Linked DNA regions of Danio rerio: region 1 is linked to region 2. Evidence: chromatin contacts called from public Hi-C data. All regions are on one chromosome and are shown on one strand. The core of a region is the stretch at or near the end of the contact, and the rest is flanking DNA. Distances in the headings are between cores, read along the strand shown.

Region 1 (3,207 bases), core at 147-2,646, 320 kb before region 2:
GTGGCCAACAGAGGGAGTACAATTACCAGATTATTTGTAAAATACTGTGCTGACATTGCTGCTTCCCTCAATCTCATCTGATTTGTAGGATCTAAAATATAATTTTTGGAGCTTTGCGAACTTCACATTACATTTAATGAAGCGAAAATAGACAGATCATGGCATTTAATTATATTAGAGATTCGACTAAATCTCGAGAAGTTTCTGACTGCATCAACAGAACAGAAAATATATTGTTCGTCCATCATCCATTAAAAAACACCAAACACTTTAATAATTATAATAGTAATAATAATAACTATAATACAATTAATATTAATATTATCATAATATAATACCGCCATTATTATTATTATTATTATTATTATTATTATATTATTATTATTATTATATAAACGACAATAATAATATTTAAAAATAATAATTATTATTAATATAAATATTATAGCACCATTACATTAAGTAGGTTATTATTATTATTATTATTATTATTATTATTATTATTATTATTATTCATTGTTCATTTATTTTTGGATAATATACATTATTATTTTGTATAGTTTTTTAATTAATTGTTTTCCTTTACATGCCAACCTGCTAATTTACATTCAAATAATGAGCCGGTTTATTAATTCATTAATTTATTTTATTTTCGGCTTAGTCCTTTTATCAATCCAGGGTTGCCACAGCAGAATGAACGGCCAACTTATCCAGCACATCATGTTTTATGCAGCAGATGCCCTTCCAGCTGCACCCAGTACTGGAAAGCACCCATACACACTCATTCACACTCATACACTACTTAATAACTTATTACAATAACCTATTATTATTATTATTATTATTATTATTCATTTATTTTATGATAATATATTATACATTATTATTTAGTATAGTTTTTCAAAAAAAATTTCCTTTACACGCCAACCTGCTAATTTACACCAAATAATGAGCCGGTTTATTATTATTATTATTATTATTATTAAAGTTTTAAAATAAATTATTACTATTATTGAAAAATTACTTATGTTATTATTATTATTAATATTATTTATAACAATTTTATAGTATTATATTTAAATGTATTATTATTATTATTATTGTTATTATATTATTATGCTTTTATTTATTTATTTATTTAAGGATAATATACTACATTTTTTACATCAAATAACATGACGGTAATATGAATTTATTATTTTCTTATTAATGTAAACAGTAGCTATGCAGTGTATAATTGCAATCGTGACTACAACATTTACCAGCTTCAAGCATACAAATATCCATCTGGTTGTTCTATTGACAAAACACACACACACGCACACATGAAGTGTCTTCGCTCATTGGCGGCAGTTCTCCGGACTCGTGCACGCTGATCCGTGTCGCGCGCGCCTCAGTCTCTGGTTGTGAGCGCGTGGAAGCAGCAGCTGTTCCGTCAGATGCAGCAGCACTGAAGAGCGACGACGGATACCGTTTAAAATTTCAGCTTCATTCACGGTTATTTCGCAGGATTATCTCGCCGAATCACACCGGGGGCTCGGAGTGGACTCTCTTCACAACGGTAAGAGTCGTTCCTCGTTCTTCAGCGTTGCCGTTTTGCCTATTCGCTCATGTGTTTGCCCCAGTCCTGATAGCGTCTGCTAGTTCCCATTCTTCTCATTTCATCAGACCGAGCTGAGCTCCATCACAGCGTTTCCCCTATCAGAGCATCAGTCACATTTACGAGCGGTGTATTTACGTTTGTTTACATCCATTTACACCTTCTTTCTAAACCGCGCGCGACTCTCACCGGAGAGTCATGGATTCATCTTATACTTGTTGGAATACTTGTTGAAACAGAATGATTGTTGTAGGCTGTTGAATATGTTGAGCGTGTTGCAGTTTCGAAAGTTTAAGGCGCAATGTTGTTTAGGAGAGTGGAAGACTTTATGAAGCACGCTGTTTATTTAGAGTGATGATATCTAACAAACAAGAAGTTTTTTTGAGGCTGTGATTTTATTCAGTCACGTTGGTTAACTTGTATTCTGAGAAATTGATTGTTTGGTTTGTTTTAGTTCTGTTATTGTGTTTGAGTGGCTCTGCGCTGCACTGTAGAAACGCCGATGCCCTTGATATCATCATGTCACCTGGGCAACCGCTTCAGCACCATGGAGAGAGTTCAATCTGCTGGCTGAGCGCTCAACTCCACATTCCCGGAAAGCGAAGTTATGCTCATCTGGGAGATTTCTCTGTTAACTCACGTGCTATGCTTGCTGTCAAACTTTTTTTTTTGTTTGTTTGTGTGGGACCTTATGACACAAATCTTGCAGCTATACTGAAACAAACTAGTTTTCTATATTTCTATATTCTTGGCTTTTCTTGTATTTTTATAAAACTGTTTGGTCCTCAGATTTAGTTGGCTCTTTAAGTAAATGTTCAATTACATACACTGAAATAAATAAAATAAGATAAGCACAAGCCCGTAGCCAGTCCAGGGAAAGGGGTGGTTCTTTTTTCTTCAAAAGTGAACCTTTTTTTATTTGCCTCATTTTCTATTTAATTTAAATACTGCTTTTTAGTTACATTATTAACTGAATTAGCTATTAAATTCATTTATTCATTTTCTTTTTGGCTTAGTCCCTTTATTAATCTGGGGTCGCCACAGTGGAATGAACAGCCAACTTATCCAGGATATGTTTTAGGCAGCGGATGCCCTTCCAGCTGCAACCCATCACTGGGAAACATCCATACACACTCAATCACACACATACACTTAGAACAATTTAGCTCACCCAATACACCTGTACCACATGTCTTTGAATTTGTGGGGGTAACGGGAGCACCCAGAGAAAACCCACACGAATGCGGGGAGAACATGCAAACTCTACACATAAACGCCAACCGACCCAGCCGAGGCTCGAACCAATGACCTTTTTGCTGAGAGGCAACAGCACTACCTACTACGCCACTGCGTCACCTGTTCTGGAGACTATCGAAAACAAATATAGCTTAAAGGGTCTAATAATTTTGACCTTAAAATGGTTTTTAAAAAAATTAAAACTGCTTTTTGTTTTAGCCGAAGACTTTCTCCAGAAGAAAAAAAAAAAAAATCAGATATACTGTGAAAATTTCTTTGCCCTGTTTAACAAAGTTTGGGTAATAATAAAAAAAGACATAGATAAATTAAAGGGGGGCTAATAAATCTATAATTTATTCTATAAAATATAT
Region 2 (3,473 bases), core at 818-3,317:
ATGGAGGGGAAAAACGACTCCTGCTCAGTGTTTATTAGGTGAGACCCTGCACTTAAAAAGACCACAGCAAAAAAAAGAAAAAAAAAGAAAAAAAAAAACAATTCACTAGACAGTGATTTATAACCTGTGTTGTACAGTTCAGAGCGAACAAATCTAAATGCAACCGATCGGACCTAAATACAACTGTAACTGCTGCCTTATCACTGCTGTTTATAGACAGGAATATATGCTTTTGTTCAAGTTTAGTTAATAATTATTAATGAGTTGAAGCTATTACTACCAACAGCTATATACACTACCTGACAAAAGTCTGGTCATTTTTCAAGTTTTAGGATAATAACTGACAAATAATAACTTGACTTAGTTGATTATTTAGTATCAGAAGTGGCTAATATGAAAGGCAAATGCCCCTAGATTATGCTTATTTTACCCAAATAAAAGATGATCAAGCCTTGATTTTTAATTATTTTGATTAGGACATTAAGGTCTGATTTTGCTTAGACAAAAGTATTAACAGAAAATAATGTACAGTATAAAATATAAATGCATGGTGCAGTGGAAAAAGAATTAATATTATGCATGAACTTAGAGGAATGCATCCATACATCTCTGCAATGACTCAAATCACTTATTAATAAAGTCATCTGTAATGGCAAAAAAAGCATCTTTCATCTTACCCTTGACATGCTCAATAAGGATCATTCATGTCTGGTGACTGGGCTGGCCAGCCCTGGAGCACCTAGACCTTTTTTTTTTTTTGCTTTCAGGAACTTTGATGTGAAGGCTGAAGTGTGAGAAGCTCACCTTATGTTTACGTTCATAATATTTATTTTATTTGCTAATTAATAACCTCAAGTGGAACTCTGAATCGGCGTCTCATTTTGGAGTCTGATACTGTCCACTGTAGGTCACATTTCGGTTGCAGATGAATACTTTGTTAGCCTTCCTGACTGAATGAATAACATACGTGGCAAGGCAACCCAGCTAAAATATAATTGATTAAAACTGACATTGGGTTAAATGTTGTTTTAAATGACCAAAACAAAGACAGCCGTTCCAGCACATAAAGCACATTTTCAAAGCTGACTATTTGACTTTAGCATTGTTTTTTAGTTAAACAAGTATATTCACTTAGCATGTTTGTAAATATCTGCAAACATATGCATTTTATGCTTTAGAAAAGTCAAAAACTTATATACAGACATATATAAATCACTTTAGATCCGGTTTGCCCAAATGTAATACTGGAGGGCTGGTTTAGATCAAATTCCAAATAGACACACACACAAGCCAGATAATCAAGCTCTTACTAGGAATACTAAAAACTTTGTTTAAAAAAAAGCTAAACTAAACTGGAGCTAAACTCTACAGAATATCAGCCCTCTGGGATAGTTTGGGCATCTCTGCTTTAGATAAAAATAATCTGTTTTAAAGTTTTTTGACCCAAGTTTTTAGGTTTTAACAATGTGTCACTATTTCAGTTTGCTTTTTAATCTCATGTATTATAAGATTATTAAGATGTAATAGTGTCTCAGATTTAAACTTCAGTCCTAAAATTACATTAGAGTGATTTAACTGACTTATTACTATGAACTGATTAAAATGACTAGAAAATAGATTTAAACGCAAACATTTAAAGTGTCATTTTGTATATAAATATGTGAAATTGTAAGTAAAAGTTGCTGTTTATCACTATGTACAGTTATTATTAGTTATTAAATATTACTCAGTGCTTGTTTTTTTACTGTATATTGTTTAGAAAATAATTTAGATCTACAGTACTTGCAAATGTTTGAAGTGATGATTCACCTGCTCCATCTTGTTGTGTACAGTTCTTATGTATGCCTTATATTACGTCAAGTCAGCACTGCAGGCATGTAACCCCTCTTTAAAGAGTGTGTTATGACAAATGCTCTTCAAATCAATAATGTAATCAACACCCATCTCTTCCTCTGTCTGCTCAGACAATACATTGAGCTAGAGCTGAGTCAGAATTATTGACCAACACACAACCACCCGACACGACGACCTGAACTACTGACCTTTATCTGGATGATTTAGGACCATGATCCTTCTGTGGGCTTCCCGTACCTTTGTCTTAGTGCTGGTCGGACTGCGCAAAACAAGAAAACAGAGGATTTTAGAAAAGGTGCACACTGACATCTGGTGGCCAAAGAGTGAACAGATTTTTTTTTTTGCACTTTTCATCAGCATGTGCGGTCTGTCTCCATCACTGCACACATAAGCTGGAAATACTCAATCTGTACATTCCCTAAAATTCCCCAAATTAGTGGGGGAAAAACTACAGAACTAAAGAAAAAAGTGTCACCCATGTTTTTTTTTTTAAATTATTTTACTTTGAGTGACAAATTTAAAAACACCATTTGACAAAATGACAAAAGGAAAAAGAAACAATTTTTAAAAATTTTTTTACATGCATTTGAATTAACTTTAAATGAGAAATTAACAAAACGTTAATTTAAAATTTCTTAATCTTATAGTCATTTCAACTAATATAGATCAACTAGAAGTTAAACAAATACATGTCAGACATATATTATATTGACAAATATGGATATTTTTAGCTCCATCTTTTGAAAGACTTATTATTTAAGCCTTAGTGTTGATTGACATTAATATTATGTAATATTATGTGGAAATATACCCAAATATACTATAAATACCTAAATATACCTTTTAATTTTTACAGCCAAACTTCAGATTGTGACAAATGCAAGCATGAAATAAATAAATAAATGAATGATTAAATAAACAAATAAATAAATGACTGAATAAATAAATGAATGAAAATATAAATGACTGAATAAATGACTGAATGAAGAGTAAAATGAATACATAAATTAATAAATACATGAGTTGAATAAATGAATGAATGAAATTAAATTAATAAGTAAATGTATAAATAAATGACTGAATAAATGAATGAATGAACGGAATGAATAAATGACTGAATAAAGGAATTAATGAAATTACTAAATGAATAAATGATTTGAATTAATGAATGAAATTAATAAATGAATGAATAAATACATGAATAAATGAAATTACTAAATGAATAAATTAATTAATTAATAAAATGATTGAATAAACTAATAAATGAATGAAATAAATGAATTAAAAAATTACTGAATAAATAAGTTAAATAATAAATAAATGACTGAATAAGGCAGCACAATGGTGCAGTAGGTAGCACGATCGCTTCACAGCAAGAAGGTTGCTGGTTCGAGCTTCGGCTGTGTCAGTTGGCATTTCTGTGTATAGTTTGCATGTTCTCCCCATGTTGGCGTGGGTTTCCTCCGTTTGCTCCAGTTTCTCCGCAGTCCAAAGACATGTGGTATAGGTGAATTGAATAAGCTTAATTGTCAGCAGTGTATGTGTGTGAATGAGAGTGTATGGGTGTTTCCCAGTGGCCGGTTGCAGCTGGAAGGGCATCAGCTGCGTAAAAACAAATG

What was found. Hi-C and Micro-C count contacts between places; a contact is called where the count stands out from the background.
Region 1: a Hi-C map of hematopoietic stem cells shows a contact between it and region 2, with 3 times the contacts expected there. The contact joins the promoter of enox1 here to the enhancer-like site in region 2. A contact is called at or near these places in 8 of 18 Hi-C or Micro-C datasets (caudal fin, embryo, fibroblasts and 3 more) and 2 of 4 datasets of contacts at active chromatin or transcription factors (caudal fin and embryo).

Annotation. Positions count from the first base shown.
Region 1 is chr9:20,170,085-20,173,291 of GRCz12tu, reverse strand. It overlaps enox1 (ecto-NOX disulfide-thiol exchanger 1), which reads left to right and starts at 1,396. Exons shown (of 16, transcript XR_012385266.1): 1 at 1,396-1,561.
Region 2 is chr9:19,847,830-19,851,302 of GRCz12tu, reverse strand. It overlaps dnajc15 (DnaJ (Hsp40) homolog, subfamily C, member 15), which reads right to left. Exons shown (of 6, transcript NM_001003476.2): 5 at 2,043-2,113. Among named protein-coding and RNA genes, the nearest start is that of dnajc15, 29 kb to the right of the region's middle. Within about 2 kb of position 2,067, at least 6 of the 62 cell types and tissues checked have an H3K27ac peak or open chromatin away from gene starts, as enhancers often do.